Regions from separate parts of the Mus musculus genome. Here regions 1, 2 and 3 are each linked to region 4. A link is a contact called in public Hi-C, HiChIP or PLAC-seq and promoter capture Hi-C data. All regions are on one chromosome and are shown on one strand. The core of a region is the stretch at or near the end of the contact, and the rest is flanking DNA. Distances in the headings are between cores, read along the strand shown. Region 1 has its middle 30 kb from the start of Gm30373. Region 2 holds the start of Tmem25 (transmembrane protein 25). Region 3 has its middle 12 kb from the start of Gm30373. Region 4 holds the start of Vps11 (VPS11, CORVET/HOPS core subunit).

Region 1 (7,288 bases), core at 1,531-4,030, 360 kb after region 4:
CAAGGCTGATAGCAGGGCTCTATGGGTGGACACATGACATTTAGAAGGCAGTTTGACAAGAAATCAGACTGGAATTGAACATCTACATAATAAATGATAGCAGCAACTTCCCCACTGAGACTTATTACCTCTCTAATGTGAGTAGCGGGTGTGGCAGCAGTCCCAAGAAGGCGCCAGGGACTACAGCTAAGTCTTATGACTTGCACCTGACTTCCTCATACACCTGAAAATAAGCCACGACCATTGTGAGAGCTGCACAGGTGCACCATGATGCTGGCAGTTTAAACAAGTCCATATTTGGTGGAGACATGCTCCTGCCGCCCCGATTGGCTGAAGCTGCGTGCCTGGTGAGGTGACGTGGCCTGCTGTGAGTAGATGAGGACTGAGAGTATATAAGAGTAAGAGGTTGGGGGGGGGGGGAGATCGGGGGAGATAGATGAGGAAAAAGATGAAGAGAGAGAGAGGAAGACGGAAGTTTGCTGAATAAACTGCTGTTAGAAGGACTGGTGGTCGTGTCATTCTTGCTGGTCGAGAGCGGACACTACACTCTAAGCCCTGGGATGTTGCCCTGGCTTACAGTACCAGATGAGTTCCCGTCTATGGAGTGGGCCTTAAATATTATCAGAAACACAGCAGTGACAATTGTACCATCTTTGCACCAGGAGGCACGTCTTGGTACTGTAGCATGCGGTGTCCATAGTTGTTGGTGACAGTTCTTTCCCAGAAGTCCACACAGTGTCTTATGACACTGTCAAAGCTAGGCAGCAGGAAGGGAGAGTCCGGTTCAGACCTAGTTCAATTTCTTTACATTCTAGCCAAAACATGCAGTGTCTTTGATGATGGGATCTTAGCATCTAGTTCTACCATGCAACCAACAGCAGTGGCAATAGCTTGTATGGTGTGGGAGACCCAAAGGTCTTCTTGGCCGACAGCTCCTGGTGAGGAGCATACCATTGGCACTGGGACTTTCAATAGACAACAATATGGCTTCTGGGCCATACCCTTCCTGTTCACACAGGGTACTTTCACTTAAATTCTATAATTGTTAGCTTTGCTACTCTTCCAGATGTTTTTACAAACCTGCAAGACACTCGAGAGTTAACATTATCCAAAGGAGCCTTTTTAGAAAGGGTGGGTTAGATCTTAGGTTCATCATCGTCCATTCTAAGTGCCTGCCAGTTGGTCAAGGGCAGGTAAGGGGATACAAAAAGGTAATAAGGGTCAATGCAGTACAAAATGGTCTCGTTTCTTGCATCAGCTCTTTTGTCAAAGAGCAATGTTTGGTACTGTAGCATTGATAGAGGGCACACTACTCCAGGTAGTCCTTGACAATCCACAGCCATCCCTGTGAGCCATTCCTCCTTCCTTATCTTCCTTATCCTGCACTGGGTCCCTGCATATCTGTCTACTCAGGAGAGAAATGTTCACAGCATACTGCCCACCCCTAGGCTAAGCTTAACCTTTTACCTGGAAGTTGTTCCAGAGGCTTAGAGCTTTCCAGAAACTATTGTAACATTTGATTTTCTGTTAATTTTTCCCCTTAGGAACTCCAGTTTGTCACATTTGCCCTCGAGCTGCCCAGATGTCTGCTTTGTCCTTCTCTTCCCCTTCTTGATAACTTTAGCACCTTACAGATGCAATTGACAAGCTGGCTAGAGTTTACTCAGCATAAGCCTCTACTCCATAAAGATCTCATCTCAACACAGGCTTGGCTAAGCCAGCAAAACCCCACATCAGTTCCGTGGTCCCTACAAAATCAACCAAGCTCTTTCTTAACTCTCCCACGCACATAGAGCACAGCTCTGGCAGGTCCTGTGAACTGAGAACCACACTCTTCCCCTTACACTTTCAGGTCCTTCAGTAAAACTTGCCACTGGCTTTCAGTTCTGCTATTCCTAGACATCTGAACAAAGGACCATCAAGTATCCTTAAAGGCTCCTGTGAGCCAGTCCATGGAGGAGAGTATGGAGGAGGGCCGATATCCCTCCTATTGCCTCAAGCTGTGCTGCTTTGTTTCAAGGAAGGATGGGAAATTATATTAGTTCCTCTGCTTTCAAAATACTCAGCCCGATCTAGTCCACCCTCACCTCCCAGAACTTCACCCTCAGGTTGTCAGAGGCTGTTCTTTGCTACCTCAAGTCTTTCCCTGTTCAGTTGGTTCAGATGTGGAGTGTCCCCTGATCCTCACACTGTCTTGTATTGGAGCATTATGAAGACCTGCCTACCCACCATCTGCATGCCAAATCATAGATTCCCTTCTTAGGCTAAAAGGTTGGATTCAAGGGCCACCTTCTGTCACCTTTAACCTCTTTCCTGCCTCTTCACTGTCCAGGTCTTCCCTTGAATTTCAAGTTGTTATGAAATATAGCATGGGGTGCATGCATTGGGGTGGGGTGTGCCTGGTGGGCCTATGCCAAGGTGTCTCCCTGAGAAATCATGTCATGCAACAGACCTGGTATAAAGGACATTTATTAGGGGGGAGGGGAGTGAGAGAATGGGGAGGCAGACAGACTAGAGCAGAGCCATGAGAGCAGAGAAATGGGTACAGAAAAGGACAGAAAGAAGGACAAAAGGGGAGAAAGAGACTGGCTGGGAGAGAGAGAGAGAGAGAGAGAGAGAGAGAAAACTGGGGTGACAGCAGTCCTTTTATACCTCGCAGTTGGCAGTGGCAGGTAACAGTGGCAGATGATGTTGTAAGCGTTTGCTATGTTCCTGGGAGGAGCCTAGTAAAATCGCCTGTAAGCTAAAGCAATTCTTTGGATCTATTTAGCACAGATCTCATTTGTATTCTCATTTCCTTGGAACTTGCCAACTGTAAGAAACAGCAAGCCAACACTTCCATCCCATCTCCCACAAGCCTCTTCAAAAGAGAATTTTCTGCCAAATTAGAAGCTAAAGCAGCAGACAACACCCAGTGCCTTTTTTGCTTTGTCATTTCTCCCTTGGGTGGGCAGCTTCTTTCTGGGAAGATAGTTTAATTCAAATTGCATGTGGGTGACCACAAGAAAGGTCACATAACTGACACCACAGCTTGATGACCCCATCCTGTGAGTGCTACTTTTAGAGAGGGCAGTGCAGTTTCCAGCTCAGCAGTAGTTTGGGGGCATCTCATAGTGACATGGTGACATCATTCATCATGGCGCCTCAGACCCAGTAGAAGTAGATGGCCAATGACCAGGCTGGATAGCAATGACAGGTAAAGCAAACAGTTTCACCAAAGTCTACTTTAGTGATCCAGTGAGTTACTTGGAGTGTCTGACTCAAAGAGAGCTGTATCACCAAAGAGCCTACTTACCCCAGCATTGTCATGACTTGAGAGCCACACGTTTGGAGTAGTCTACACAATTTTCAGGTAGCTTGGCTAGCCAGCAGTACTTACTGTCTCTACAATCCCCTGAGTATCAGAACTTACAAGAGGTCTCCTACCCTACTCTTGTGAATAATGTTTCCTGTTTCCTTCATTTCCTGAGTCTTAAGAGTCTTTCCAGCCCCTCTGGAAACTCCAATTGGGCACTCCAATGTGGAGGAAGGGACTGCACTGCCTTCCCAAGGCCACCTCCCCTTTTGTTTCATGTTGGAGATGAGTTTAGAGCTTGTGACTGTAAATTCAGACAAAGACTATTTGACAGAACAGGTGCAACGGAGTTGAACGTGCTGCAAGAGCACGCCATATGTGGTGAGCCAGGGGTCCTTTCGTCAACTTTTATTTTGTATTTGTTCCTATTGAGTTTTTGTATGTGGTGTGTATCACTATGACTTGCAGTTTAAAAGAAAAAGAAAAAGAAAAAGAAAAAGAAATGAGGGCTGGTGAGATGGCTTGGTGGGTAAAGGGGCTTGCTGCCAAGTCTGATGACTTGAGTTTGATCTCTAGAACTCATATTATGCAGAGAGAACTGACTCTGGCAAATTGTCCTCTGCCCTCCATACACTCACACACACATAAGCAATAGATTAAAAACAACAACCAACCAACCAAGCAAACAAAAAACCTTGGATAACTTGGAAATCAGTGCAGTGGTTCCTCAGAAAGATGGGGATCGATCTACCTCAAGTCAACCCAGCTACCCACTCTTGGGCATATATCCAAAGGGCGCATCATTCTACTACAGAGACAGCTGCTCAGCTATGTGCATCACTGTTCTATTCATGATAGACAGACATTGAAAACAACCTAGATGTCTGTCAGGGGATAAAGAAAATTTGGTACATTTACAGAACTTACTCAGATGTTTAAAAAGAAAAACGATATCATGTAATTTGCAGGTGATTGGATGAAACTAAAAAAAAAAAAAAAAAATCATCCCGAGTTAGGTAATTCAGACCCAGAAAGGCAAGTATGGTAAGTATTTGCTTTTATGAGGATGTTAGCTGTTATCAATCAAGTCATTGATAAGCAAGCTATATGTAACCATATAACTGTTTTGTTGTTGTTGTTGTTGTTGTTGTTGTTGTTATTTCCCCAAGACAGGGTTTCTCTGTGTAGCCCTGGCTGTCCTGGAACTCACTCTATAGACCAGGCTGGCCTCAAACTCAGAAATCTGCCAGCCTCTGCCTCCCAAGTGCTGGGATTAGAGGTGTGCACCACCACTACCAGACATAACCATATAACTGTATAACCACAGAATTTAAGTAGAGAATAAGGGACTTGGGGGGTGAGGGGGATAGATCTCCCTAGGAAATGGAAATAGAATAAACAGTTATGGATGGACATGTGTGTGAATGCAGGTGTGTGTGTGTGTGTGTGTGCGCTCATGAAAGTGCTGGAGTAGGAGAATCAAACAGGGAGTGGGAGGGAAGAGGGGCAGAGGAGAGACTATGCAGAGAGACAGCTAAACCTAAGGGTTGTTTAGAAACCTAATACAGTACTGTAGAAGCTTCCTAAAGTATATACATATGTGAAGGCAATCGAAATGAAGTCACCAAATAACAGGGAGACAGAGCCTCAACTGGACATCTTTTGTTACCAAATAAAGCTTTCCAGTACTGAGACTGTGTTACATCTAATTGAGTTCTTAACCAAAGGGGTCCCATGGGAACTCCCAAACAACCCAGGCTATTATAAGGCTATTGGTGGCTCTCTACAAGCCAACAGTAAAGCCCTGTTGCTGAAGACAACACCCACACAACTCACTGAGCACAGGAATTGAGCCTACCTAGAGCCTTCTCTATGGACTAGTTGTGTTAATGGTATTGGAAGATATAATCAACACAGCACCAAAGGAGAAAGGTAAGCACCAACCCAGCTACAAATCCTTTGACTGATGGTGGTGACCTGCCTGTATGGTACACCAGTGCAATAGTGGCGTAAGGCATGTGGAAGTAACCAACCAATGTCTGATTTGACTTCAGGCCCACTCCATGAGATACCTGGCACTGCTTGTGTGGCCAAAAATAGATAGGCCAGGGACCTATGGAAAAACCAAATACTACTTTTCTGCTAAAGAACATAGCAATAAAATGGCTCCTAATGGCATGCTGGTATAGTCTTAGTTCTGTGCCTCACTCAGCCATCATCAGAGAAGCTTCCCCTTGTAGCAGATGGGAACAAATAAAGACACAGACAGACAATATGCAGAGACTGACCTTGGGACACATAGCCCTAAAAGGTATGTCTCCATCAAATCTCTCCCCTCTGGGCTCAGGGAACTCTTTAGAAGAGGAGGTAGAAAGATTGTAAGAGCCAGAGGGGTCAGAGGACACCAAGGAAATGAGGCTCTAACACAGCAGGAACAACACACATGTGAACAAGCTCACAGAGATGATCTCTAATTGATAAACCACTTGCAAATGAAAACATTGCCCCCACACCCCAGGGAGTTTCATTGGAGAAACAAACCATTCTTTTTTAAATTTTTTAATTTTTTTATTTTTCTGAGACAGGGTTTCTCTGTGTAGCCCTGGCTGTCCTGGAACTCATTCTGTAGACCAGGTTGGCCTTGAACTCGGAAATCCGGAAACAAACCATTCTTAAGGGTAGGCAGCATGCCTTCAGTAGATGCCCAACAGAAAATGAACTCAACAGCATCTTTGGAGATCCTTTGTCTCAGGTTAAACTTACAGGTCCTTTGCATCTATATAATGGCTTCCAGCTTTGGTTTTTTATGGGATTCCCACGTGTGAGAACATTTGTGTCTCTGCAGTCATATGTGTTTCTTGTGTTTTCCCTTTGGCTCTTTTGGTTGTTTTGTTCTATTGTTTTTGCTTTTTTATTTTATTTTATCATTATTCTTTAGAGGCCTGTAGAAGTTAGGTCTGTTATTTTTCCCAGCCCCATCTTCCCAGAAATAAGACTCAGAATATATTTACAAATATCTTGGCCATATAGCAATGCTCTTATCTGACTAGATCATAACTTAATATAACTCATTTATTTTGATCTACATTCTGTCACATGGCTGGTTACCTGTGTTCAGGTACCATGCATCTGATTCATAATGTCTTCTCGGATGAATCTTCCATGCCTGGCTCTATCCCAAACTCCTTTCTGCTTCCTGGATGTCCCACCTCCTATTTCCTGCCTAAGCCATAGGCTGTCAGATTTATTATTGACAGGTGCCACATCCATACAGACATTAGATAATCCCTCTACAGTTTCCCTTTTTAGTCTAATAAAAGGCTCTTTTTCTTTCAAATATACATTGAATAAAATAATATCAATTATGAAACAATTATGAAAACTATTAGGTAAGATTTATATTCATAATGTCCAATCTGTTTATATTTGGCAACTTAGATAAAGTATTTGATCACCTTCCCCATCTTGGTGAGTTTAGAGTTCTATCTCAAAATAATGTTCTATCTTAACTTGTATTACCTTTCTAAAAACATTATTTTAGACCTAAAACATCTGCTTAAATCCTAAACAACTTAAGCTTATAGTAAGACTATGACTATCTAGTCTTCAACCCCACCAGAGACCTGAGAAGGAAGAAATATTACCTGAGTGTGCAGGAAGCACAGGACACAGCTTCCAAGAATTAAAAATGACAGAGACAGCTAACTGCCTAGACACTCCCCAATATTCTCTAAATGTTGGAGCATCATCTTCAGCCTTCTGGCCCACAATATCTGACAGACCTTTGTGAAGCAGGAATTATGAAGGACTTGCTTACTCTGTATTGGCAGAACTTGGCAACCAACTTCCCTGCATCCATTTGCCCTTTTTGGATAGCATTCTGTCTGAGGTTGAAGTTAGGGTATTTTCTTTGCCCAGTGGCTGGCCTGCCACAGTTGAAGCCATCTCCAAATGGAGGTCCTTTGATGTTCATCATCTTCCTCCACAAGTTGA
Region 2 (6,886 bases), core at 2,382-4,881, 440 kb before region 4:
TACCCTGTCCCCACCATCTTCCTTCACCCACTGAGTTACCACTTGGGCCCTAGGAGCCATGGGGACTCCAAATGATCAGGCAGTGTTGCAGGCCATCTTCAACCCTGATACCCCCTTTGGAGATGTTGTTGGATTGGACCTGGAAGAAGCAGAGGAGGGAGATGAAGGTGAGCCTTTGACATTGGTGTCTACCCCTCCATAGGCTGCCTGGCAGGCCCCTGAGATTTCCTACAGGACATGGTGAGGCCGGAACCCTCGTTCTACCCTTGCAGGTTATTTCAGAGACTGGAGTCTGAGAGGTCCTCTGAATTTCAAAGTGTGGGTCAGGTGTTGGCAGGGGTGAATCTCCCAAGAGAAAGCCAGAGTTTCTCTCTGTCATTCAGTCCCATACCTCTAAGCCTACAACTAAAAATCTTCCATGATCCAAGCTTATCTGTGCTGGCTTAAGTCAACCCCTGAAATATTTGACATTTTGAACATCACACCCACCCTCTCCACAGCAAGGATGGAAGGCAAACAGGGCGGGATGGTGGCTTGGTTGGCCCATCCTGACAGCAGGCAGAGCTTCATTTGTTACACATTGTTATAAGCTAGACATGGAGCTAGCTCTTCCAGGGGAACAGCATGGCCCATTGCCTAATAATGATGTCTGGGGGGCTTTGTTTCTGCAGGAGGTAAGCCTTAGCTGCACTGAAGCTTTAGAGTGAGAAACTGAAAAACATCTAGAGTCATTTTCATGACCTGGGATGGGTTTGGTGGCCTTTGTGTCCGAGTATGTAAAGCAAAACGAGAAGAAGCCAAAAAGCTGAAGAACCGGGTTCAGATCTAAGCGCCACACCCTGGGCCTGTGGTCTAGAGCGAGTCACCACTGAACAAGTTGTTGAGCTTCTCTTAGCCAAGGAGAACCACCCAGTGCCTCTTTCTCAGGTCTTTTAGCAATGTTAGAATTCGGTTTTACTGACCTCAGCTACTATCCCTGACTCTGCACCCACACCCACACCTGGTCAGCTCATTTGGGGGTCAGAATGCCAAAGTCCAAGGTGACTTTCCGTTTTCTTCCCTACCATACACATGCCTGTTTCTCCCCTGGTGCAGATGGAGTTTTCCCTCAAGCACAGTTGGAGCACTCCAAGGCCCTGGAGTTGCAGGGAGTGAGGGCGGCAGAAGCTGGAGACCTCCACACAGCACTGGAGAAGTTTGGCCAAGCCATTAGCCTGCTACCTGACAGAGCCTCTGCCTACAACAACCGAGCCCAAGCCCGGCGGCTCCAGGGGGATGTAGCAGGTGAGGGGAAAACACCAGAGATCCTCCACAGAAAGGACCCCTCCCATGAAGGGCAGAGATGAGTTGGTTGTGGGTGGAGAGCAGAGAAACAGAGACACTAAACTCCCTGACATCTATGTTCTTACCTATAAAATTCAAGACAGTATGGGTTCTGCTAGCTTCATGAGACTATATGAGAATCAAGAGGCTGCATTCTGCTCATGGACTTAATAAAAGCCTTCTAGGCAGCAGTAGGCTTGAAGAGCAGGGCATGAGGATAAAATGTTTGTCTAGCAGTTACTGGGAACTAGGCATTATGCACACCACAAGGTTGTAGTAACAATCCTTATGACCCCCCACCCCAGAGGGTATGTATTGTCATTTCATCATAAAGTCGAAGAAAAGGAAGAATACAGAGGTTGAGTAGCTTCCTCGTCATCCTCCAGCCAAGAAGTGGCTGAGCTAGAATAGGAACCCAGGTGGCAGGGCTCTAAAAACCATGAGACTACTCTCCAGGGGGCTCATCATTAGGTAACAGCAGGCAAATCTGAGAGGAAGCGGCATGGGGACCTGTTCCTGAAGGGCAAGTTCTGAAAGATGAGCAATGTGTCAATTCAGACGCCAGGGGCCTAGAGAGAATGCATCCATCCGTCTGGGAAGCTTGCACTCTCCAGGGTGGAGCGGGCCCCAGGGATGGGTGGAAAGCTGAGCCCTGCGGAGGTGGACCGAGATCCAGGAGTGACAAACTACAAGTGTCAGATGAGAAGGTGGTTGTCACTCAGGGATTTGGCCTGGGCAGGGAAGGTATCTGGATCAAACCTGGTGTATTCAGTTTCTGTAGCTGGAATGGGGATCATAGGATAGAGGGAATAGGACTAGGAGTTGGAGACCAGGCCATAGGTAAGACTAGCTGGTGGGGTGTTCCTAGAACCTAAACTGGAGAATTTGGACCTCATCCTAATGACAGGAGGCTTGTCTGCCATAGGTTGTTGTTGACAACCTACAGATGGAAAGCCTGGAGATGCAGAGGTAACTCCACTTGTAGAGGCTTGGATTCCTGCAGACTAGCTGTGAAGAGGGAAACTGAGCTGGTCCCAGAGCTGCTCAGTCTGCAGTCCCAACCTGGACCTCTGAGGGAAACTCAGCCTTTCTCCACGATGGTGCTGAGCAATGCAAGGGCCCTGGCAGCCTCTTTAGGAAACTGGAGACTATGAATAGAGGCAGGGTCCAAAGAAAGCAGCCCGTGGACCTAACAGAAACCCTAAGCTGGCTGCCTGAGGTTCCGGGATGAGTTCTGAAACTCAATCCAAGTACGTTCCTCTGAGAATCACGAAAATAAAACAGTGCAGCCAGCTCTGGCTCCACGACCTTCTTCCAATGAAATAAGATACAGAGTAATGAAGACCGTGGAGATAATGAAGGAGAAAAATGGGGAACGTGCCGCTTTCGTAGTCTGCATTGGAAAAGAGGAAACAGTTCTGTTAGCTAATGAGATTTCTTGAACTCTAGGGTTCAAAGTGGGCCACCAAACACACAGTAGGTGCTAGGCTCCACTTGTGTGAACTACGACTATTTGATAATTGATGGATTCACTAACACAGTGGCCAGATCCTCTAGAAAACATTCACGTTTGGGTGCATTAATGTTAGGACATACCAGGAACAAGGCCAAGGAGAGCCTTGGACTTTGATCTCAGCTCTGCCCGTGGGCGGCCCACAAGCCAATTGTAGCAACCCTTCATCTCGGGTTAGAAATAATCCCTCGTGGTTCAAAAGTCTGCTGCACGAAGGAGGGGATGGGCTGCTCTGCTCGGCAGGTGGGCGGGGGCTCGGTTGCCCACACCCGGCTGACCTGCGCCGCCCTCTCCCTGTCCGCCCGCAGGCGCCCTGGAGGACTTGGAGCGCGCGGTGACATTGAGCGGCGGCCGGGGTCGCGCCGCCCGCCAGAGCTTCGTGCAGAGCGGGCTACTGGCGAGATTTCAGGGCCGGGACGACGACGCCCGCAGGGACTTCGAGAAGGCTGCGCGACTGGGCAGCCCGTTCGCACGGCGCCAGCTAGTGCTGCTCAACCCGTACGCCGCGCTGTGCAACCGCATGCTGGCCGACATGATGGGGCAGCTGCGCGCGCCCAGCAACGGGCGCTGAGCGTGGCCGGCCGAATGATGGAGAGGGGGACCCTGACCCAACCAGGACCCAATAAAACTTCCGGGACTCTCGGACTGCGTCTGCTCTGTGTCCGCCTGCTTACTAACCAGCCTCACGGTGGAGGCCTTGGCGGGGGTAGGGAGGAGGCGGGACAGGGCGGGGCTGGAACGGCCACCTGCCCTTGCTCGGGCAGCGATTGGTCCTGCCTGGCGCGGGCCCCGCCCTTGCAGCGGACTGCGGTGCTCAGCCTTCTTGAGCAATTGCTGGGGCTCACTCTGGGAGGGAGCCAGGTGAGCTGACCCGAAAGCAGGATGCTCCAGCGACCCTCGGATCCGCGACGCTCTCTTGCTAGGCCCAAGTCCACCTGAGCAGCCGAGATTGGAAAAGCGGTGCATGGCGAGATATGGGAGGGAGAGCCAAGGCCAGCGAGGAGTGAACCGGGTCAAGAGAAGGACGATCGTTTGGGGGGGAAGGGGAAGGGCGCCTGTGCATGTCTGTCTGTCTGTCTGTCTGTCTGTGGTCATCTACTGTCAGTGCTGGCCTCTATGCCCGCACAGAGACGAAGTGTTGCCATAGGGTCTCTTCCTTTGGGTCTTGCTGATTGTGTCTATTTGTGCCGGTGTCTTGGCCACTGTGGGCCAGTCTACATCAGTGCATGGTAAATTATTGCAGGAATTGTTAGGCCTACATGGCTGGTACTCTTCTCTCAGCAGCCTGGAGGCCGGTCCCTGATCACCATGGAATTGCCTCTAAGCCAAGCTACCCTCCGGCACACACTGCTGCTCCTTCCTGCCCTCTTAAGTTCAGGTATACCCCAGTTCATCCTTTGGCCAAACCCTCCTTGCTTGCATCTCCTCTCACGATACCCACTCCAGTCTCCAGGGCTGGGTTCCCCTATCCCTACTTCCCTACCATAAGTCTATGCAGATCCTGGTCAGAGAAACCAGCTGCCCTGTCTCTTGGCCTGCTGCCTCTCTGTAACTGAACCTCACTGTGGTCTCTCCAAGTGCCTCCCAGCGGCTGCCTGCTGTGTTCCAGGTCAAGGGGAGCTGGCGCCGCAAATTGATGGTCAGACCTGGGCTGAGAGAGCGCTTAGGGAGAATGAGCACCATGCCTTCACCTGTCGGGTTGCAGGAGGTTCTGCCACTCCCCGATTAGCCTGGTACCTGGATGGACAGCTACAGGAGGCCACCACCTCCCGACTGCTGAGTGTGGGTGGGGACGCCTTCTCTGGAGGAACCAGCACTTTCACTGTTACTGCCCAGCGCTCCCAACATGAGCTTAACTGCTCCCTGCAGGACCCAGGGAGTGGCCGGCCAGCCAATGCCTCTGTCATCCTCAATGTGCAATGTAAGTATCCCTGAGACAGTCTTACTACATTGCCTAGGCTGGACTCAAACTTGCCAATCCCCTGCCTCGGCCTCTAGAGTGCTGAGATTACTCATACGCATGACACATTTAGCTTTAACAGGACATTCATAAACACGATATGAGAGAATTTCTATTTTCATCCCTATTTTACAAATGAGAAATTGAGGCACAAGTTAAGCAGCTGCCCAACATTTTGAGATTTAATTGCCCAACAATTAAGAAGTAGGTCCAGGATGCAAATTTAGACCTTTGTCTGGCTCTCTACTCTTTTTATTTTTATGCTTTGAGACTTTTTCCAGGGGTGACTTTGAGCTTCTGATCTTCTTGCTTCTGCCTCCCCAGTGCAGAGACCATAGGGTATGTGGTATGAGGACCGAACCCAGGACCTTTCTCATGATCGGCAAGCACTCTACCAACTGAGCTATATTCCCAGCCCAGGTTTTAAAATTTTAGACAGTCTTACTATTTATCCAAGAGCAGCCCCAAACTGGAAATCCCCCTGCCTCTGCTTCCACTGAGCCACATCCCCAGTAGTTTTCTATTCTTTTTTCTTATTCTGGTTTTTCAAGACAGGGTTTCTCTATATAAAAGTCCTGACTGCCCTGGAAATTTTGTGAACCTAGAAGCTTTGTAGACCTTGAACTCACAGAGATCCTCCTGCCTGTGCCTCCTGAGCAGCACTGGAATTAAAAATGTGTACCATCGCCGGGTGTGGTGGTGCATGCCTTTAATCCCAGTACTCGGGAGGCAGAGGCAGGCGGATTTCTGAGTTCGAGGCCAGCATGGTCTACAAAGTGAGATTCAGGACAGCCAGGGCTACACAAAGAAACCCTGTCTCGAAAAACCAAAACCAAACCAAACCAAACCAAAACAGTGTACCATCACTGCCTGGCAAAACCTTATATATAGATATAGATATATAGATTAATGTAGGAGTGTTCTGTCTGCATGTACATCTGCATGCCAGAGGAGGGCATCAGATCTCTTTATAGATGGTCATGAGCCACCATGTAGTTACTGGGAATTGAACTCAGAACCAGTCAGTTTAACTCAGGAGCAGTCAGTGTTCTTAACTGCTGAGCCATCTCACCAGCCCATGGCTGTCTACTCTTTTTCTTTTCTTTCTTTCTTTTTTTAAGATTTATTTACTTATTATATGTAAGTACGCTGTAGCTGTCTCCAGATGCAGCAGAAGAGGGCGTCAGATCTCATCACGGGTGGTCATGAGCCACCATGTGGTTGCTGGGAATTGAACTCAGGACCTTCGGGAGAGCAGTCAGTGCTCCTTACCCTCTGAGCCATCTCTCCAGCCTGGCTGTTTACTCTCAATCACTGTGAATTGATGCTGTACCAGCAGACCCTGCTACCTGTTCCTTAATGTTCTTTCTGAGAGAGGCTCAGACCCTTTCTCCCATCCATATTTGGGAAGATAGGGCCAGAGTAGAGGGTTGTAATGAAAGCAGATTATTCTCTGCTCTGCTCTAGTCAAACCAGAGATTGCCCAGGTTGGAGCCAAATACCAGGAAGCTCAGGGCCCAGGCCTTCTGGTTGTCCTGTTTGCCCTGGTGCGGGCCAACCCACCTGCCAATGTCACCTGGATTGACCAGGATGGGCCAGTGACTGTCAATGCCTCTGACTTCCTGGTGCTGGATGCTCAGAACTATCCCTGGCTCACCAACCACACTGTGCAGCTGCAGCTCCGGAGCTTGGCACACAACCTCTCGGTGGTGGCCACCAATGACGTGGGTGTCACTAGCGCTTCCCTTCCAGCTCCAGGTGAGCAACTAACATGGCAGACCCTCAGGTGGGTGCAGGGGTCCTGGAATGGAAAGGGAAGACTGGTTGCCCTGTGGGTAGATCCTGTGAATGAGTTATCCCCAGCCACCCTGGGCAAGGATAGAGAAGTTGGACATGTGGCATGTCAGGGTCAGGGTATTGCTCATGTGGAAACTAACAAGAGGACAATCTGCAGGGCTCCTGGCCACACGGATAGAAGTGCCACTGCTGGGCATCGTTGTGGCTGGAGGACTTGCCTTGGGCACTCTAGTGGGGTTCAGTACCTTGGTGGCCTGCCTGGTCTGCAGGAAAGAGAAGAAAACAAAAGGTAG
Region 3 (6,811 bases), core at 3,252-5,751, 380 kb after region 4:
TTCCCGGATTTGTCGTCTGTGTGGTCCATCTGCCCCCTCCCCCAACCCCAGTTATATCTTGTGTTTTTGATTTGGTCCCCTTAATAAATGGCTGGGAAAGGAGAATGGAATTCAAACCACATCCTGGGGTAATGAGATCTTTAAGGGGCTTTTCTTCCTTTTTTCCCCAATGCTAGAACCTGCTCCCTGCCCTCCTTGGAGAGACACAGATCTCTGATTGCCTGATGAAATCCAGTTCCATTTCCAAATAGAACTCAGCTGGCACAATCCCAGCAGCGGGTGCGAAAGCTTTGAGGAGAGCAAGAGAGTCTCTTGTGATCACGATGGAATGGCCACAGGCTGGTTCTTGGGGAGAGTGTGGCCAAGCTGGAAGGAAAGAGAGAGGATTTTCATGGAAAACCTGGCAGATTAGCATGCAGGCCTCTGGTTTTCATCCTGGAGTATGCAGAAGGCTCAGAGCTAACTGTGAGAGCCCTCATGCTGGGTGGGAGAGGTCAGGGACCAGGGTCACACTGCCCAGGAGATGGCTGTCTAGGATGCAAGTCAGATTCCCACTCTGGGGCCAGGGTGGAGTGTGGGTGTGCTGGTGGAGAGTGGGGTGGGGAGCAGTCTGAAGCAGGTTACAATCTGCTCTCCCGAGCCTCCTTATGGCCACTTCCCTTTGGCTTTAGTGACTGGGCTGGGATCAGTGCCTGCCACCCACTTACTGGGGATGAGGACTGGGGTTCCTCTCCAGCTAAGAGTCCCCTGACAGGGTCTAGCTCTAGCTCCTGGCCTTTCATCCTGGGACAGCGGCCACCTTTCTCTACTTCTCCTGACCCTGGGCTACTGCTTTACTGTGAGGTCTCTAAAGGTTAAGTTCCTCAGATAGCATCCCATCAGCCCCTATAAGGAATGTACACGGGCAAGGAACAGGCTCCTCCTGTAGCTGCCTCTCCAAAAGCTATCACAGACCTGCACCTGAAGGGCTTCTCCTTGCCCACCTGTGGCTTCTGTCCAGGTAGAGCTGAGGACCTCGTCCTGCCTATTGGAAACATTTGTGTCGCCTTCTCCACAAATCATGGTAGAGGCTGGAGTCCTGAAACTAGGCTCTCCCAGCTGTCCTGGGCATGCGACAGGAAGAGGCGTGACTAGAGACATGTGTGTTCTAGTATGTGGGTGTGAGCTTTCCTGTACCCTCAAGCAGTGGCTGTCTCCTGGGTTGGCTCAGTTCTCTGGAGCTAACGACATGGAACCCGGATACTGCCATACTCCACCTTGGTGATGATGGACTGAAACTGATCCCATAAGCCAGCCCCAATTAAGTGTTGTCTGTGCAAGAGTTGCCTTGGTCATGGCATCTGTTCACAGCAGTGAAACACTAAGACACTTCCCCTGTGGACACTCTAGAGGGCTTGTGTTTGAATACTTGAGTGGGGATAGAGGTAGGAAGGCTGAGCCCTATCTCTTAGGGACAGCAGGGGAATCTGCCACGTATGGTGGGGCAGACAGCCTTTATACTCAGCCATCCTTCATCTGCCACTGGACAGTTGTGCCCTCACCTGGATATGCAGTCCTACTAAGAGGTCCTGTCGCACTTCTGCAGTGACTCCCAGCTCTAGTCTTCTGCCTTAGCTCAGGTCCCCGAGTGCTACATATAACATACTTTTCCAGATCTCCTTGGCCTGGTACTCAAGACCCCTACTCAGACACGAGGGTTGCCCATGGCCAACTTTCCCTTCTGATACTTTCAGTCATACCCACTGACCTCTTCCAGTCTAGAAGACCTTGGGTCTTCTCTTGTTTTGCACCCCAGAGAGTGTACAACCTGGCACCTGTCCCATCCCTCCTCCCCTCGCCACTTCACCCCTCCTCTGCTCTACAAGTCACTCTTGCCTATGAGCATGAACTCCATGTTGCTACAACCCTATCCCCTTTTTAGTCCTCCCTGTCCCCTCTCTAGTCCTCCCTGTCCCCTCTCTAGTCCTCCCTGTTCCCTTTCTAGTTCTCCCTGTACCTTCTCTAGTCCTCCCTTCCCCCTCTCTAGTCCTCCCTTTGTCCTCTCTCTAGTCCTCCCTTTTTCCCCTCTCTAGTTTTTCCTATCACCTCTCTAGTCCTCCCTCCTATAGCTCTCATTTGGGCATGCATAGCAGTTTCCTCCTCAGAGCACACCCTTTCCTGTGTACACTCTCTGCTATCCTTGTGGCCTCCCTGGTGGCCTTGGGGCCACAGCTTTGTGTGGCTAGGAAACAAATGCTTTGAACACATTGAGCAAAGTTTTGCTGCTTCCCTGGGGCTGAGCAAGGGCAATAGTGGTACCTGCTTGGAGTCCTTAACAGACTGGATTGTGTTCTTCCCACCAATGCATTCGTTCTACCAACCCCAGGTAGACCAGCCAATACTTGGCTGTGCTTGGAGGTGGCCCTTTGAAAGGGACATCAATGCAAACTGAGGACAGATGGACAGGCCCTAATCCAATATGACTGATGTCTAACCCCAAGTTCATCTTGGGATCCTGACATGAAACTGAAGTTTAAATAGAAGGAGTGACGTGGTTCTGCCCAGCAGGGACTCTTCATTGTCTCAGCTCGGGAAGACATCTCTGAGAGACAGGATCTTCCTCTGGCTTGCTCCAGGGCCCCAGTCTTTACCTCCTTCCAGCACAAGCTTCTGGGTTGTAATTCTAATTTACTGTGGGACCGTTGTTTCGTTAGTAAGATGGGCAAGGGAGGGGCAAGAGCGTCCCTCTAGAAAGGATCTTCAGTCATGCCACTCTGGCTGCAGTGTCCCCAGGACAGCTTGGAGTTGCACGGGGGGTGGGGTGGGGTGGGTGGGGGGGAGGGATGAGGGCACTGCGGTCCTTTGAGGTGAGGGTACTGGGAGGCGTAGACTTCAGGGCAGGGGTGGAAGGCTGGAGTCAGGGAGGCAGAGGGGACAGGATGATGTATCTGGTTGAGGGCTATTGGGTCATGCCATCCATGGCCACACACTGCACATATATTAGTGACAAGATCAAAATTGTCTTGGGTGCCTAGAACTTTGGGTGCCTGAAGACACTGAACTCAGCAGAGGGTAGGGACTGTAGTAGTCAGGGTTCTCTAGAGGAAGAGAAGGACTCTCTCTCTCTTTACATACATACATATATATATATTATATAATATATTATCTATATTACATGATATATAATATGTAACATATTATATATAATGTTATCTATACATCTAATATACATATATATAGATATATTAGATATACATATATGTGTATATATGTATATTCCATATACATATATATGGAATTACATGGAATTTATTAGTTTATATGGAATTTATTAGCATGCCTTGAGGCTGTGGTCCAGCTTGTCCAACAATGGCTGCCTACCAACAGATATCCAAGAACTCTAACACCAGTGAAGGAGAACACTTGCCTGTGAGCGTTTGAACAGGCAGGCAAAGAGCAAAAGCGTCCCTTTTCCATGCCTTTTGTATAGGCTGCCAATGGAAGGTGTGGCCCAGATTTTAGGGTGGGTTTTCTGACCTCAAATGATCTGGACTTAGGGTGGGCCTTCCGACCTCAAATGATCTAATGATTCAATCAAGAAAAAATCCCTCACAGATGTACCCAGCCACTTGGGCTTTAGTTAATTCCAGATGTAATCAAGTTGACAACCAAGAATAGCCACCACAGGGATCTACCTCAGTAGTAGGGCAGCGACCTAGATGTGCAGGACCCTGGTTATATCCCTAAGACTCCGGGAACAGAACCAGGAGAGGGCAGTGGATGGATTGGCTAAAGGGCAGGAGGAAGTTCAAGGCCATTTGGGAATTAAGGCTAAGCTGTAACCATGGCTATGGCTCAGGGGGAAGAGAAGAGTCATGGGAGGGAATCTGTCCAAGTTTTTCCATCTGCAAAATGGGTAATGGCTATAGACGCTTGTCTTAGAGATGACAAAGTGTATTTAACAATATTGCTGTGTCACTGATGTAACAAGGGCAGTTCCACAGGGCTTGTCCCCCTGCTTTACATTGGCTTATTAACAGCTCTTTCAAAGATGTGACCACATTACTAATTGCATCCTGAAGCCACATGGTTCTGTGAACGCAGCCCTGGGTGGCATTGTTTTTAGCCCTGTAGACTGCTGCTGAACATGGGGTCAGACTTGTGTGGGGCATGCTTTGAACCCAAGGATTCATCAAGAAGAAACCAAAGCCTGCTCTAGGCTCAGTGCATGTCTCAGACCCCAGACCTGCGTGTTGTTCCCCCCTTTCAAGCAAACGCAGGGGCCATGCCTGGTATGCCCAGCTTCAGACGGTAATAATGAGCTAGGCTAGGGACAGGTAATGTGGAGTCCAAGAACTAGATTGAGGACATCCTGGGGCAAGGAAAGGACACTCTCCAGCTTAGAGTGTGGAGGTTCTTGGTCCTTAGCCTCCTACAGACTTGCCAAAACCAGGGAGTCTGATTTGACCATTCTGAACCACCAGGCTTGTGAGCTTTCTTGGAGCAATGGTGCCCTCTTGTGGTCTTCTTTGCAATTGCAGACAGTGAATGTGACAGCTCAGTGCTGCGGGAGAGTCTACCCCACCATTTCCAGGGTGACAGTCCAGTCTGTTTTTTATACTTGGATGTCCTGGTGCTGTCTTTGGTTGCCTTGGTATGTCCTTGTTCCTCGTTTGTGTCATCTTTGTCCCTGGCATGTCTGTCTCCTACTGGTGTGGGCTGTCTGTCAAATATCTCTTCCCATCAGCCTCTGTCCCGCTGCCAAATTCTTTCCTGCTGTCTCTGGCTCTCCCTACCCTGCTCTCTGGTGTCTGTGTCCCTAAGCTGGGGTCATGTCTGTTCCCCTCCAGTTGGAACTGGTTTTTGAGAATGCAGGCTTAGCTGCTCTCTCCAGAATGAGTCAGGAGCTCCTGGAGGGACGAGGGCTCAATTCCCAGCTCTTGCTGACCTCAGAGAGGGTGCACAAGGGCAGAGGAACTGGCTCAGCCGGGGACTGGGACAAGAGATTTTCCAAATCATGTTTATGGGGTGGGTGGAGACATCAGGAGTCATGGGAGAGGAATGAGCAAACTAGATGTGGCCTGCCTGGCACTGTGCCTGTCCCCCTCCTCCTCTGGGGAGGGCCCAGCATGTGCTACCCACTGCGAGGGGTTGAGCACGGCTGCTTGAGTTGAGCTCCCTATCTACTTAATTGTCATCTGGGTCTGCTGTGCCTCAGGGCCTTTGCACAAACCCCTTTCTGACAGTTTCTATCTGATGCTTTACCTTTGAAATCATCTCTTCTGTGAAGCCTTTCCTGATTTACAGTATCTGAGATGAGCAGTGCTGTACACCTGGCTAATAGCTCTTCTTCCCTACTGTGTGTCAAATGCTGTATTATCAAAGTCTGTCCCTTCTTGGCCCTCAATAAATACTTCTAAGAGGATGTCCTAGAGTCTCTCCTAGTCCTACCAGAGGTTACCCCTTCCTGACTCCTCCTTTCCCTCTCTGCATATATATATGTGTGTGTGTATGTACATTTTTGTATATATGTACATATATGTATATCTAAATATATGTATATTTGCACATATACACATATACATATATGTATTGTATATATTTGCACATATATGTATATATGTACATGAACATGCATTAATGCATATGTACACAGGGTGGATGATGCTTTTACAGCTGTGGCATCTGGTCCACGAGCTGCTCATTTGCATCATGTAATAAGGCTTATGTCTAAGTTCATTACAACTGTATTAGGAGGGAAAATTCAGTTCTTCAGTCCCAATAGACACACTTCAGATGCTCAGCATCCATGTGGGCTAGAGATGGTGGGGCCCAGGGGACAGCACAGACACAGAACACTGGTGTCACCCCAGGAAGTTCCATTAGTCAGCACTGTCAAAGAACAAGCTTTGGAAAACATCCTACTCCTGGATTCTTTCCCACTGTGACGAGAAGGAGGAGGAGGAGGAGGAGGAGGAAGAAAAAGAGGAGGAGGAGATCTCCATGTGTCCAGCTCAGGATCTGAGGGATGGGGCATCTGATAACATGCATTGTTGGATGGCTCGATGTATGGTATGTACATGTAGATATGGGTGGATATACATATATATGGTTATATGTATGTATATATGTGTATATAAATGTACAGATGTATGTATATATGTACCCATGTATGAATACTCGTTCCTGATTTCCTGTATTCCTGAAACTCCTATCCATAGATGCCCCAGGTTGGAGCAGCAAGCAGTGTTGCTTCCTAGCTAGTTAGTTTTGTCATTTGTACACAAATTAGAGTCACCCGGGAAGAGGGTAGCTCACCTGAAGAACTGCCTCCATTGGATTGTCCTGCGGGGTGTCTGTTAGGCATTTTCTTAATTTCTAATGGTTACAGGAGGGCCTAGTCCACTGTGAGTGGTCCTTCCCTAGGCTGCTGCTAGGCATGGGCTGTATAGGCCATCACCCCTCTAGATGCTGGCCATCATCCCTCTAGATGCTTGCCATCTGAGGCAGTCTGGAGATGAGAGCAGTGAGTTGGCCCTGCTCCTTGCCAGCTACAGCACTTGGGAGAGTGGCCCTGCCTCTCCACTGGGCTGACTCTGGAGGCAGGGTGTGGGTGAGCTAGCCCGGAGAGCATGAGAGTGGGAGAGCTGAGTCTGCTTCCTACCAATGGCCATGTGGCCCAGCCAGAGCAGTGCTGGGGAACCCTCCCTGGTGGGTGGTGCAGATAAGGGAGAGCTGGTATGCTAACCAGCTTAACTCCCACCCAGGCCCAGATCCAAAATCTACATCATCTGTGAACTGCTGGGGCATGTGGAAGGGCCAGTCCTGCTGA
Region 4 (7,440 bases), core at 3,977-6,476:
TTTTCCCACAGAATGAAAACAACCCATTTTGGATACCAGAAAGACTCACCCGAAAAATCCAGACTGACCAAGGGAATACTAATGTCCCTCGTCTTGGTGATGTCCAGGGCGTCAATAATAAAGAGAGAGCAGCGTTGGGGGATAATGTCGACATTTCCACTCCCAATGACGGTGATGTATAATGCTCAAGTATTCTCCTGCTTTTTTACCACTAACTAGGAACTGGGTTTGGCCTTGATTCAGACAACCTTGGCTCTGTCTGGACAGGTCCAGATGACTGACACCATTAACACTTTGTCAGCCTCAGTGACTACAGTCATAGATGAACAGGCCTCAGCTAATGTCAAGATACAGAGAGGTCTCATGCTGGTTAATCAACTCATAGATCTTGTCCAGATACAACTAGATGTATTATGACAAATAACTCAGCTGGGATGTGAACAAAAGTTTCCGGGATTGTGTGTTATTTCCATTCAGTATGTTAAATTTACTAGGACAGCTAATTTGTCAAAAAGTCTTTTTCAGTATATGTTACAGAATTGGATGGCTGAATTTGAACAGATCCTTCGGGAATTGAGACTTCAGGTCAACTCCACGCGCTTGGACCTGTCGCTGACCAAAGGATTACCCAATTGGATCTCCTCAGCATTTTCCTTCTTTAAAAAATGGGTGGGATTAATATTATTTGGAGATACACTTTGCTGTGGATTAGTGTTGCTTCTTTGATTGGTCTGTAAGCTTAAGGCCTAAACTAGGAGAGACAAGGTGGTTATTGCCCAGGCGCTTGCAGGACTAGAACATGGAGCTTCCCCTGATATATCTATGCTTAGGCAATAGGTCGCTGGCCACTCAGCTCTTATATCCCACGAGGCTAGTCTCATTGCACGGGATAGAGTGAGTGTGCTTCAGCAGCCCGAGAGAGTTGCAAGGCTAAGCACTGCAATGGAAAGGCTCTGCGGCATATATGAGCCTATTCTAGGGAGACATGTCATCTTTCATGAAGGTTCAGTGTCCTAGTTCCCTTCCCCCAGGCAAAACGACACGGGAACAGGTCAGGGTTGCTCTGGGTAAAAGCCTGTAAGCCTAAGAGCTAATCCTGTACATGGCTCCTTTACCTACACACTGGGGATTTGACCTCTATCTCCACTCTCATTAATATGGGTGGCCTATTTGCTCTTATTAAAAGAAAAAGGGGGAGATGTTGGGAGCCGCCCCCACATTCGCCGTTACAAGATGGCGCTGACATCCTGTGTTCTAAGTGGTAAACAAATAATCTGCGCATGTGCCAAGGGTATCTTATGACTACTTGTGCTCTGCCTTCCCCGTGACGTCAACTCGGCCGATGGGCTGCAGCCAATCAGGGAGTGACACGTCCGAGGCGAAGGAGAATGCTCCTTAAGAGGGACGGGGTTTTCGTTTTTCTCTCTCTCTTGCTTCGCTCTCTTGCTTCTCTCTCTTGCTTCTCTCTCTTGCTTCGCTCTCTCTTGCTTCGCTCTCTTGCTTTTCTCTCTCTCTTGCTTTTTCGCTCTCTTGCTTCTCGCTCTCTCTTGCTTCTTGCTCTCTTGCTTCTTGCACTCTGTTCCTGAAGATGTAAGAATAAAGCTTTGCCGCAGAAGATTCTGGTCTGTGGTGTTCTTCCTGGCCGGTCGTGAGAACGCGTCTAATAAATAATAGGTATTGGTATGCTGTGTTTCAGCATTTGGTTCTGAAGTGTGAGCTCACTAACTTCCTTCCCCAACCCCCAGCAACAGCGATGAACCTAGGGCCACTTCCATACAAGGAAAGAGCTCCACCACAGATACATCTTTAGCCTTTTAAAACTACTTTCAGGGGGTTGGAGAGTTGGCTCAGTGGTTAAGAGCACTGGCTGCTCTTCCAGAGGACCCTGGTTCAAGTCCCAGCACCCACATGGCAGCTCACAACTGTCTATACCTTCAGTTCTAATGACTCTGGCACCCTCACTTAGACATACATGCAGGGAAAACACCAATGCACACAAAAATAAAAACAAACTATTTAATAATATTTTTTGGTTTATTTTTTTGTGTATATGAATGTTTTTCTTGCATATATGTTTGTGTACCACAGGTGTTCCTGGAGACCTTGGATGTCAGAAGAGGCTTCTTTGCAAGAGGACCTGGGTCCCTGGGTCTGTGTCCCTGCGTTCCACATACTGGCTCACAACTGTCTGTAACTGCAGTTCCAGGAGCTCCAGCGCCCTCTTCTGGCCTTTGTGGCACTGCATTAACACAGTGCATCTATGTCCAGGCCGAACATCATACACATAAAAGAATAAAATAGAAAATGTTTAAGTTATATTGATTCTTGAATTCTTTCAAGACTGAAATTCTCAGTAGACAAAACTGTTACTGAATCTGTGCACATAGTTCTTTCCTGGTTATGTTCCTTGCCTGACTGACTTTACTAGAGTCAGACAGGTAGAACTAATAGACAATCCTGGTTTGTGTTCTGACAAGTGTACCTTTGGCCTCGTGCCCCAGAAAAATATATAATTAAAGATCAGGCAAATGAAGAGCTCTTGTTTTATTTTTAAATAACTTTGATGTTTTCTGGCCAGAGGATCACCTTTCCCCTAGGATAATTATACCTCTTTTTGCACCTGGGTGCTACAAGGACTTGATGAGAAGCAAAACCACTGTTAGGTATCATTTCCTACATGAAATTGGGGGTTGATTCCTGCCTCTTTTTTGTTTTGAGACAGTCTCTTAGACTAGCCTTGAACTCATGGCAACTTTCCCCACCCTAGCCTTTCAAATTACAGGCACGAGGCACCGTCCCTGGCTACTGTCTGCTGTGAGGCACCGTCCCTGGCTATTGCCTGCTGTTAATGCCTGTTCTCTAGGGCGGTGGTCAAGGACCACAGTTTGCTCCTTACCCTTTTGGGCATTTAGTACAGTTCCAGTAGTGGGTAGTACAGAAAATGTATTTGTGGAGAAGTGAAAAGCAAACTAGTAGGTGGAGAGAGGAGCTGTGGGTGGCTCTGGTAGGCCAGTTTGTGCCTTAGTGTCACGCATCAATAAGACCCTATAGGTACAGGTAGGGCCGGATGCAGACATCAGAGGAAGAAAGACTGCCATGTGGCAGTGGCAGGAGGAGGAGCACGAGGTGGCATGCTTGCATATGCTATTCTCTCTTATTTTGTTTGAAGACAAGATCTCATTATGTATCCCTGACTTGCCTGGCATCACAGTACTTGTTGAGAGCATGTTTGGAGGTTCTAGCAGGGGAGGTCAGCTACTTGTATGTTTGAACTGAGAAATGGTCCTCCTCTGTCCTGGAAGGACAGGGTCTTCGACAGAACATGCTACAGGAAGGCCACAGTCACACACAGAGTGGTGAGAGAAGGGACATCTGCCTAGATAACAAAATTCACTAAATCAGTCTCAGTGAACAAGATGTCACCTTGATATCATTGTCACTTTCTTCACAATGCTTCTTTTGACACAAACTTCATGGTTCCCCCTGACACACAAACAGGACACAGGACACAGAGCTGTTTCTACACAGAGCCGGTTGGACAGCTATGGAAGACCTTGACTTATTAAAATCACTCTACTCTCAAAGCTGCCACTCCCTGGTCTTTGCTTGCCTCTTCCTCTATAGGAAGGATAAGAAGGTTAACAGGGTCTTAGGAGTTGCATTTTGCACCTCAGCAAACATGGATTGGGTGTATGAGAAGTTATACACTCTGAAGCAGAACAGAATATAATACACAAGGTTGATTCAAACTGTGTCGGGGGCAGGACCAAACTTTTTTTAAATTTTTTCCAGCAGTTGAAAAACCGGTTTCATATACTTGCTTTCTTCCATTTATGACCTAAAATATCTCTGACAGGTTTAAAAACAAACAAACAAACTTAAGCACAGCAAGCTAGAATTCACAAAATGTGTGAAATCCTCATCAGTGACTGAGCATTTTATTGATTTGTCTGTCCCCCATTGTCACCACAAACAAACAAAAACCTCAAGACTTTCTTGGTTAGAGTAAACTTTCTGACTGGTATACAGTGGTGGATTTTCTATAGAGATCTGCACAGAAAGTACATACTGTCCATCTAGCTGCTTCTTTTTTGTTTTTGTTTTTGTTTTTGTTTTTTTCGAGACAGTGTTTCTCTGTGTAGCCCTGGCTGTCCTGGAACTCACTCTGTCTGTAGACCAGGCTGGTCTCGAACTCAGAAATCTGCCTGTCTCTGCCTCCCAAGTGCTGGGATTAAAGGCGTGCGCCACCACCACCCGGCTCTAGTTGCTTCTTGATAGCATAATTTTACTTATAAAGTTTTGTTTAGTATTATATCTAAGTACACTGTAGCTGTCTTCAGACACACCAGAAGAGGGCATCAGATCCCATTACAGATGGTTGTGAGCCACCATGTGGTTGCTAGGATTTGAACTCGGGACTTTCAGAAGAGCAGTCAGTGCTCTTAACCGCTGAGCTATCTCTTCAGCCCTATAAAGTTTTTTTTGTTTTGTTTTGTTTTTTTAATTTATTTATTATATGTAAGTACACTGTAGCTGTCTTCAGACACACCAGAAGAGGGCGTCAGATCTTATTACAGATGGTTGTGAGCCACCATGTGGTTGCTGGGAATTGAACTCGGGACCTTTGGAAGAGCAGTCAGTGCTCTTAACCTCTGAGCCATCTCTCCAGCCCTTGTTTTGTTTTTTTAAGATATATTTATTTACCCAATGTATATGAGTACACTATAGCTGTCTTCTCACACACCAGAAGAGGGCGTCAGATCTCATTACAGATGGTTGTGAGCCACCATGTGGTTGCTGGGAATTGAACTCAGGACCTCTGGAAGAGCAGTCGGTGCTCTTAACCACTGAGCCATCTCTCCAGCCCCCTATAAAGTTTTATACATCTAAAAAGCTTTGGATTTGATCGGGCAGTCTATTAACTACTTTTAAAAAGGTGGCACTTAATTACAGCTTTATTTTGCAAAATTAAAAAGCTGATGAATTAGATAGCTTCCCAAAACATTATTCTCTGCATCGAACAGAGTATTGAGTTTTGAGACACCGCCTCTCTGTGGAGGGCATGCGGACCTCGAATCGCGCCACCACTCTCTTGAAGGACGTTGTCAGTCCTAACAAGATCAAAAGAGCATTAAGGAGCTACGGAGCACGCCCCACCTCTCAGTCCCGAGCAGCAAGCCTTTTGTGCGCATGCTCCCCACTGTCACATGACTCGCCTTTCGGTTCACGTGATTTCGCTTCCGGAGGCGGGGGCCTTCGGCAAGATGGCGGCCTACCTGCAGTGGCGGCGTTTCGTTTTCTTCGAGAAGGAGCTGGTGAAGGAGCCGCTGGGTAATGATGGGGCTGCTCCCGGTGCCGCGCCTGTGTCGGGATCCGCTGCTTCCAAGTTCCTTTGCCTCCCTCCTGGCATCACTGTCTGCGACTCAGGCCGCGGGAGCCTGGTCTTTGGAGATATCCTTCTTTCGGAGGTGTTTCTTTCCTCAGCGCACGCCGGACGAGTTTCTACAGCGAATGCAATCTGTCAGTGGCGTTTTGCGTGCTCGCAGTTAGACGCGAGCCCAGATGTCTTTTGTGGGCTGATGGGAGAAAGAAGGAAGTTCATTTTCTCACTTGTCAACTGAGCAGTCCTGAGCAAGTCATTTAACTCTCGGCTTCAGGTTCCTTTACTGGAAAAAGGTTGTTAATGCCAGTTTGACAAAGGTTAAGATCGGCCCCCTCGCAAATAGACGCAACTTGCCTTTAAAATATGTGTGTGTGTGTGTGTGTGTGTGTGTGTGTGTTTGATTGTGAGTGTGTGTGAGGTGTTACAGTCCCTGTCTAATATTGTAGGCGAGGAGGTAGATAGATAAGGACTTTGTTTGCTTTGTTCACGAGCTATGAGCTATGTGGGGAAGCCCTTGGGATGTACAGTCAGACCCCAGCTGAGGTCTCAAGCCACTGGTAGTTACAAACTACATAGGGGCTACTTTTTCCTTTCAGAGACGCTCATTCCTCAACTTAAGATAGGTTTACATCCAGGCAGATCCATCATAAATGGAAAGTTATACAAGCCAAAAATGCATTTATCTTGCCTAGTCTACCAGTCTAAATAGCAACAGAGTACACTATAACTATACTATATCAATGTTCCCTTCTGATTCCATTGCTGACCGGGAGCTAAATGTGCCCAGCATCACAAGAGAGTATCTTTTTCAACATCTTGGACAGGGTCTCAATGTGTAGACTAGGCTGGTCTTGAACTCACGCCCATCTCTTGGCTCCAGATCACTGGGATTAAGGGCTATCCTCAAAGGAGTATCTTACCCATATTACTAGCTCTGGAAACTTGTCAATTATGCTTTCTTCTTACATGCTCTGCCCCTCAGCCCTCAAAGTAGAATTTCTGCTGCTTGTCACTTTTGTAGGATTGTAAATTAAAAGTTGCTAAGTCAGTGACAACACACTGATCATACTTTTAATTTTTAAATAAGGTGCAGTAAGAAATTAGCAACAATAATACTAAAACAGGACAATTATAATAATATCCTGTAATTGAAATTATGTGAATGTAATCTCTCTTAAGATTACAAGTGCATGTGTGTGTTTCATTTCCTTCTTTCTTTTTTAAATTTATAACACAAGATCCCATTTAGCCAAGGATGACTTCTAACCTTCTTACCTTTACCTCTGGAGTTCTAAGATTACAAACATGTGCCTCTGCACCCAGTTATATATGGTGCTAGATATCTAACCCAGGGCCTTGTGTGTGCTAAGGAAGTGTCAGTTGTGTGCTATGTCTCCAGCCCTGGCTTCTCCTAAGATATTTTAATTCCTCCTTGTACTATTAATGCATAGAATATGCAGCTGTAGACGAGGTGGGGGAGGGTCACGTCACTCCTTGGAAAAGAGGCACCTTGACCACCCTGCACATATGGAAGGCCAGATCTGGTTCTTGCCACGTTCTCTACAGCTTACAGGGTTCCAGGCCTACAAACTACGGGTGACACACTTATATCAGCTGAAGCAGCACAATATTCTGGCATCGGTTGGTGAGGATGAAGAGGGTATTAACCCTCTGGTAAGTCCCAGAAAAGAAAAATCCAGAAGCCCGAGGAATGGTTTTTGGTTGGAGGGAAACTAACTTTCACATGTCTGTGGTCTGTCTCTAGGTAAAGATCTGGAACCTGGAAAAGAGAGACGGTGGCAATCCACTCTGCACCCGGATTTTCCCTGCCATCCCAGGGACAGAGCCAACTGTTGTGTCTTGTTTGACGGTCCATGAGAATCTCAACTTTATGGCCATTGGTATGCTGAAAGGAGGAAAAAACGCATTCCTAGATTTTTTAAAAAATGACTTATTTTTATTTTATGTACATTGGTGTTTTGCTTATACATATGTCTGTGTGATGGTGTTAGGTTCCCCAGAACTGGAGTTACAGGCAGTTGTGAGCTGCCATGTGG

Evidence for each region. Promoter capture Hi-C pulls out the DNA fragments that hold promoters and counts their contacts. A called contact is a pair of places that touch in the nucleus more often than the background predicts. HiChIP or PLAC-seq counts read pairs in DNA pulled down with a chosen protein or histone mark.
Region 1: a promoter capture Hi-C map of hippocampal neurons shows a contact between it and region 4, with 2.4 times the contacts expected there. The contact joins the enhancer-like site here to the promoter of Vps11 in region 4. A contact is called at or near these places in 2 of 39 promoter capture datasets (the 3T3-L1 cell line and hippocampal neurons), 2 of 484 Hi-C or Micro-C datasets (B cells and the G1E-ER4 cell line) and 3 of 115 datasets of contacts at active chromatin or transcription factors (effector CD8 T cells, embryonic basal ganglia and embryonic stem cells).
Region 2: an H3K27ac HiChIP or PLAC-seq map of microglia shows a contact between it and region 4, with 5 times the contacts expected there. The contact joins the promoter of Tmem25 here to the promoter of Vps11 in region 4. A contact is called at or near these places in 2 of 39 promoter capture datasets (both in liver), 1 of 115 datasets of contacts at active chromatin or transcription factors (microglia) and 1 of 9 other capture datasets (pancreatic islet).
Region 3: a contact with region 4 is called in a Hi-C map of the P5424 cell line, with 3 times the contacts expected there. The contact joins the enhancer-like site here to the promoter of Vps11 in region 4. A contact is called at or near these places in 6 of 39 promoter capture datasets (the 3T3-L1 cell line, embryonic stem cells, frontonasal cranial neural crest and 3 more), 17 of 484 Hi-C or Micro-C datasets (B cells, the Ba/F3 cell line, CD4 T cells and 10 more), 9 of 115 datasets of contacts at active chromatin or transcription factors (T-cell acute lymphoblastic leukemia, astrocytes, effector CD8 T cells and 5 more) and 1 of 9 other capture datasets (liver).

What each region holds. Positions count from the first base shown.
Region 1 is chr9:44,000,058-44,007,345 of GRCm38.p6, reverse strand. No RefSeq gene overlaps it. Among named protein-coding and RNA genes, the nearest start is that of Gm30373, 30 kb to the right of the region's middle. Within about 2 kb of position 2,780, at least 19 of the 459 cell types and tissues checked have an H3K27ac peak or open chromatin away from gene starts, as enhancers often do. A contact at or near this core is called in hippocampal neurons, where this site is marked.
Region 2 is chr9:44,795,992-44,802,877 of GRCm38.p6, reverse strand. It overlaps Tmem25 (transmembrane protein 25), which reads left to right and starts at 3,631. Exons shown (of 8, transcript NM_001357385.1): 1 at 3,631-4,214; 2 at 4,446-4,757; 3 at 6,264-6,554; 4 at 6,751-6,882. The coding sequence starts at 4,145. Ttc36 (tetratricopeptide repeat domain 36) reads left to right here. Exons shown (of 3, transcript NM_138951.1): 1 at 1-167; 2 at 1,096-1,284; 3 at 3,145-3,478. The coding sequence starts at 59. The coding sequence ends at 3,407.
Region 3 is chr9:43,982,506-43,989,316 of GRCm38.p6, reverse strand. No RefSeq gene overlaps it. Among named protein-coding and RNA genes, the nearest start is that of Gm30373, 12 kb to the right of the region's middle. Within about 2 kb of position 4,501, at least 49 of the 459 cell types and tissues checked have an H3K27ac peak or open chromatin away from gene starts, as enhancers often do. A contact at or near this core is called in the P5424 cell line, brown adipocytes and hippocampal neurons, where this site is marked.
Region 4 is chr9:44,359,456-44,366,895 of GRCm38.p6, reverse strand. Vps11 (VPS11, CORVET/HOPS core subunit) reads left to right here and starts at 5,226. Exons shown (of 16, transcript NM_027889.2): 1 at 5,226-5,451; 2 at 6,909-7,057; 3 at 7,149-7,284. The coding sequence starts at 5,265. Gm40516 (a long non-coding RNA gene) reads left to right here and starts at 1,630. Exons shown (of 2, transcript XR_870691.1): 1 at 1,630-1,674; 2 at 2,089-2,316.